Linked DNA regions of Pan troglodytes: region 1 is linked to region 2. Evidence: chromatin contacts called from public capture Hi-C data. All regions are on one chromosome and are shown on one strand. The core of a region is the stretch at or near the end of the contact, and the rest is flanking DNA. Distances in the headings are between cores, read along the strand shown. Region 1 has its middle 46 kb from the start of CCN6. Region 2 overlaps FYN (FYN proto-oncogene, Src family tyrosine kinase).

Region 1 (2,700 bases), core at 62-2,561, 290 kb before region 2:
CGTTGGTATTTACAGGTTTTTTTTTTTTAATGGTGAGTTTATGGCTGGATCCTTGAGGACTACTTTGGACACTGTCTGATTCTTCTCTGCTTCTTCAGCACTGATTGTAGTAAACGGTGCTCAATATGTGTTCAACCACTGTGGACCATTTTTAAATGGACTATCAAAGGGAGACAAAACTGGACACTAAAGTGGAAAGGGCCTATTTTAAACATTAATAACAATTGCAATAGAGAAAAGAGTCCAGTGTGAACTGAACTCATCCTTGATTTGCAGATGTGGCTGGATATTTCAAAACGGGATTGAGGGAGTAGAGGCTCAGTAGAGTCAGAGAAGTGAAAAATTACAAAAAGCGAGAAGGAGGTGTTGATCCACGTGAAACCCACCTGGATTTGCTAATTGGCACTTATTGAAATTAGATTCCTACCCAACTACAGAGATTGGGTGACTGGGACCCTGTCTTTAGGTGTTGGCAGGAACAAACAGTAAATTCTTTTAGTAGCATTGAGTTCTCTCAGGCAGGTGCTTTATGGGGGCTAGGGTCATCTGAGGGGTGCAGCTTTGAGTTTTTTGATACTTTGTTAGTGTTTGTTCAAGTGTTTATAGATCAAGGTCAAGGCCCAGAAGAGAAGAGGGCTCAGGGGAGTCTGCTAGTTTGGTCAAGAAGAGAATCTTTGTGGGGACAATGGTTGTTGCTAAAAGAAACTAGGACAAGTCTAATAGAAATTGTATAAAGGGTATTCACATGTAATATACTTCTTGCTTCTGATGTGTACATTTTCATAACTCTGAAAATGTCTCTGTAAGTTTGTGTATTGATAGGGCACGTGGATTAGGCCCTGAGAGTTAAGGCCCTTTAAGCAAATGCTTGGGTCCTTGATCTAATACTACTGGGAGGAGGAAGCACAGGTGAAATTGAGAAAGCCCCAAGCACCATTATGTGCTCATAGCTTAAAACACAACAGCAAAACATGGAGCATTTTTATGTTGAAGCTTGGTTAAAAGGCAACGGCAGGCCAAACCCAGTTATTACAGCAAATATGTACTGCAAATCTATCTGCCTTCAATTGGTTGAAGTAACAGGAAAATATATTCCCTCATTCCCTAACCCCCCAAACCCCTTGCAAAACACATCCCACAAATTCCCATCCCCAACAGCAAAGTCATGGGCCATGAACTGTGATGTTAGCCTTTCTCTAAAGAATCTGCTCCTGGCTCCTGACAGAGTTTGGAAGTCATCCTCTGGCCCCATTCTTCGCTGGGAATGAGCGTCATCAGCCTGTGCACACACTTGGCCTGCACATCACCCTGGAGAATCAGAACCTGGCTTCAGAAGAGTGGGAGGGGCAGAAGACGGAAGCGGAGAGCAGGGGCGAGGGCAAGAACCCCCTGGAGCTGATTGCTGCTCTGTGAACGCACCAAGGTCAGGGGAAGGAAATCTTCAATAGTCGACAGCCTCAGGTAGAAATGGAGAGCTGGCCACCTCTAGGGAGCGGCTGTCAGTGAAGAAGGGTGAGCGGGAACCCCTGACCTCCTCACAGCGCCTGGAGACATTGCTCTTCTCTCCCACTCTCCTGTCCGCTGTTTCAACCACACACACACACATACACACACACACACACACACACATACACACACACACACACACACACACACACACACACACACACCCTGCAGTAAAAGAGTTGATGCTTTCCTATGGGCACTCTCTGGTTGAAACCCTAAAGGCAAGTGAAAGGGCTTTTAAAAACCAATCTCAATGATCCGTTTGAGGGAAAAGAAATAAGGCAATGTTTGGAATAGCATCTCCAGCACTGATGGGAGTAAGTGGTACCAATGAAGTGAAATCCTCAGCTGTCAGTCCTGGGCTTCTCTACCAGGGAAAACAATGAGAAATGTTTTTTGTTACCTCGCCTTTGTTCGTTGGAAATTTGATCAGAATTCCCATGTCTGCTATTTTCCTTCTGTACGCTTAACCAAATGCAAATTCTCAGGCTCACGCTAGAGGTCGCTGTTGATCACATCCGAACCTCACCTCCCAACGCAGGCAGGAGAGGCAGGCTCACCGCCGCACGTCTTCACTGCAGTGGGAGCAGCCCGCAGGCTTTGGTGGCAGGAAGATCAGTTTGGCCACACCCGGTTCAGGTACAGCGCATCGGCCTGCGAGGACGTTGCTTTTTATTTCACAGACAAAAGTATAAAACGAGGATAAAGCAGATAATTAAAGGTGCTTCAAATTAATTTGAATTTTTTTAAGTACTGCATAATTTATGACCTTTCAACACTTCCCTTCCCCTCCCTGTCTGACCCCCCAACCATATCACTTCTTCCCCCACTTCCATTAAGCAATTTGAGGAGTGTACAATATGAAGGACTTGAATAAAAGCCCAGGCTTAAATATGGACCATACCTGCAGTTAGCCGCTATCACTGACACCACTGGGTTTGTATCCTTCCCAGCTGGTTCTACGCCCAGAATATAAAACAGCTAAGAAATAAAATGACAAGACAACAGGGCCGATAACACTGTAAGCAATTACAGCCTCTCTTGATGCTGAGAATTCTAAAGACGCCACCCAAAAAGCAGTATTCTAATCGAAGGCCATTATTAATGAACCAGATCTCTGCCTGGCTGACTCCTATTCTTCCTGTCCTAATTATATTCATCTGCTCCTTCTTTGCTCCTAACTTTGGAAATTGC
Region 2 (2,700 bases), core at 94-2,593:
ACACATGCAGAAAAGTGCACGTATCAAAAGTGTACACAGTGATGTTGCACAACAGTGTGAACGTACTTACTGCCACTCAACTGTACACTTAAAAATGATTAAAATGATAAATTTTATGTTGCCTATATTTTACCACAATTTTCAAAAAGTATACAGTTTGCTGAATTTTCACAAGCTGAACATGCCTGTGTGGCCACCAGCCAGGTCAAGAAGAGTGTTACCTGCCCCCCAGGAGTCCTCCTCCTGTAGCCACAGGAAGTTTTTAAAAAATAATAAACAGCTACCATTCATTGAAGGCTCCTGATGTACCAGCCATGAGCTAAGTTACAAACATTCTCATGCATTCTTCCACTACTGTCTGAGGTATGCATCGACGTCATCGTTTGATATCTGAGGAGCCAGAGGCCCAGATTAGGAAACTGCCCCAGAGCACAGAGCTGGCAGGTGGCAGAGCCCAGGGCGAGGTGCAGGGAGGCATCCTGAGAACAGTGTCAGGTTTGATCTGGGAAAGGCCCAGATACTTTATCAAAGGGGATGGGAACCTTCAAGTGACAGGAAGCTTTGGAGAGTTGACTGGGGCTGGGGAGGAGGGGATTGGGCTTTGATCTCTCTGGGTATACCTCCTTGCTGTTATTTTGCTGCTTGTTGGAGTCCATTAACTTTGAATTCTGAAATCCTCCGCCCCTTAGCCTCCCCTACATGCCAAGGTTGATTAGAAATTTCAAGACTATTTGTAAACTTTCAACTGCAAGAACCAAGGAATAGTAAGAGCGCAGACCCAGCTCTCAGGAGGCTTTGTCCACACTGCACGTCTGTCTGTGCATTACGCTGGAGGGCGTTGGAAAGTCAGTCCCTGCCAGTGTCAGTCCCATGGCTTCTTCCTTTGTTAATCTGGAAACGATCTGCAATGTCACCAAATTGAAATTTTAGAGAAAAACTTAAGGAGGATCCAATCTGTCTCAATCTCTATTTTGTGACTTCCATGCATGGCCTTTGATGTTTACAGAGTCCTTTGAGCCTCCAACCCTGTTCTTGTAGAGGAAAATATTACAAAGGTTCTCTTCCTCTTAATGTTCTTCCTTTCTGCCAATGGAATTCCATATCAGTGGAATTTTAAAATTCCCTTTCTCAAGGTTATAGAAAAGAAAAATAAGGTTTGTGTAACAAGACAATATCCTGAAGTCAAGGGTAATAACAGGGAAGAGAAAATAGTGAAGGAAAAACAAAGCAATAATACGGAAGCAGATGGCACACGGCTCCTCCCCTCCCCCATCCTCTCCCGCCTCTGGCTCTGGTCCTCAGAGGAGAGGGAGGAATGGGGCTCTGTTCTGCCAGGGCAGCTGCCACACCTCCTAGTGTGTGTCCTCCCACTCCCTTCCCTGGTGGAGCCCTGGTGGCGCTGGAGGCCACAGGGCTGGCTTTGTTAAAGTACAACATACACCGTGGGATGTGCATGTATGTATGTACCCAGAGGCGGTGTTCCTGCTACCCAGCAAGGGGCAAAGGTGCTTCATTGACCCGTTGTAAGTGCTCAGTGTCATGTATTAGGACATTATTAAATTTGAACCCCTTTTGCAAAGTATTTAAGTTCATCCATTTTATTCCTTGTTTTCACATTTCAAGACTAGTCGTTTACCATCTACGAACAGTGACTCTTTAAAATGTAATACATGTTTTACACAGAGTGGAGTATTGGTCACAGCTGAGGGCAGGTTTGTTGTTTTTTTTTTTCCTATTGTGATAAAAAGAAATCCTGGTTTAGAGCCCCACCCAAGCATTTGATAAAATTGTTACCGACATAAAATGCTACACTACTGAGCAGATCAAGGCTGACTTCTGTTGGCAAATAACTACTCCCTGGCTCCAAGGCTCTAGGGCTCCCAGCTCCGGGGCCCACAAGCCTACGAGCAACTTTGGGGTTTGGGGGTAGACTCTTTTCTTGGTGTGGGGTGTGGTGGGGGCACAGAATCTTTTAGCAAGTCTTTAAATCAGAGGAACAGAGACAGCTGTTATAAAACCTTAAAAGCCATTCTAAACCAGCGCCAGGCTTTAAATCATATATTTGAATTAGAGCAAGATAACAAAGAATATCTCACCAAGTGCAAACTGAAAAATCTGAACTATAAGAACCGTTTAAAGAAATACAGCTTTAACAATGCTAATTACCCACAGTAACTCAAGAAATAAAAGATAACATAGTAGAGATCCTATTTTCCTAAATCAACATGAATATAGAGTATATCTATTTATAGGTGAATTGGTGCTTCTAGTGTATCAAAAAGATGACTTAATTCACTCGCTCAACGTCTCTCAATGAATATTTTGAGTCTGTACCAGCCTCTCTAGGCTCAACATGTGAGGTTTACTACATAATAAACATTGAATCTTTGTCACTTTATGTCTCCTTTGATGAAGAAGATGACCCTAGAAAGCCTAGAAAAAGAGAAATCAAGGATTTTATCTTTCTCATGAGTAGCTGAAAACCCTTGTGAGATTAATAGGGTCAAGTGAGAAAATCATGAATTCCTGATTCATGACTTCAGAATGAGCTGATAATTGCATTCTGATCTGTGCTACACTATTTAGGTACCTAGACCAAAATGAGATAGTTAATGCTAGATTTGAATTGGAAATGACTTCATTAATGCCAGATCACCTGAATAAGGCTGGACTTGTCCCAACCTGCAGCAAAATATATTG

What was found. Capture Hi-C pulls out chosen DNA fragments and counts their contacts.
Region 1: a capture Hi-C map of stem cell-derived neural stem cells shows a contact between it and region 2, with 6 times the contacts expected there. The contact joins two enhancer-like sites. A contact is called at or near these places in 3 of 7 Hi-C or Micro-C datasets (blood, induced pluripotent stem cells and stem cell-derived neural progenitor cells), 1 of 1 datasets of contacts at active chromatin or transcription factors (stem cell-derived excitatory neurons) and 1 of 1 other capture datasets (stem cell-derived neural stem cells).

Annotation. Positions count from the first base shown.
Region 1 is chr5:123,930,807-123,933,506 of NHGRI_mPanTro3-v2.0_pri, reverse strand. No RefSeq gene overlaps it. Among named protein-coding and RNA genes, the nearest start is that of CCN6, 46 kb to the left of the region's middle. Within about 2 kb of position 1,311, at least 9 of the 24 cell types and tissues checked have an H3K27ac peak or open chromatin away from gene starts, as enhancers often do. A contact at or near this core is called in stem cell-derived neural stem cells, where this site is marked.
Region 2 is chr5:123,639,499-123,642,198 of NHGRI_mPanTro3-v2.0_pri, reverse strand. All of the region lies in intron 6 of FYN (FYN proto-oncogene, Src family tyrosine kinase), which reads left to right. Among named protein-coding and RNA genes, the nearest start is that of TRAF3IP2, 110 kb to the right of the region's middle. Within about 2 kb of position 1,343, at least 12 of the 24 cell types and tissues checked have an H3K27ac peak or open chromatin away from gene starts, as enhancers often do. A contact at or near this core is called in stem cell-derived neural stem cells, where this site is marked.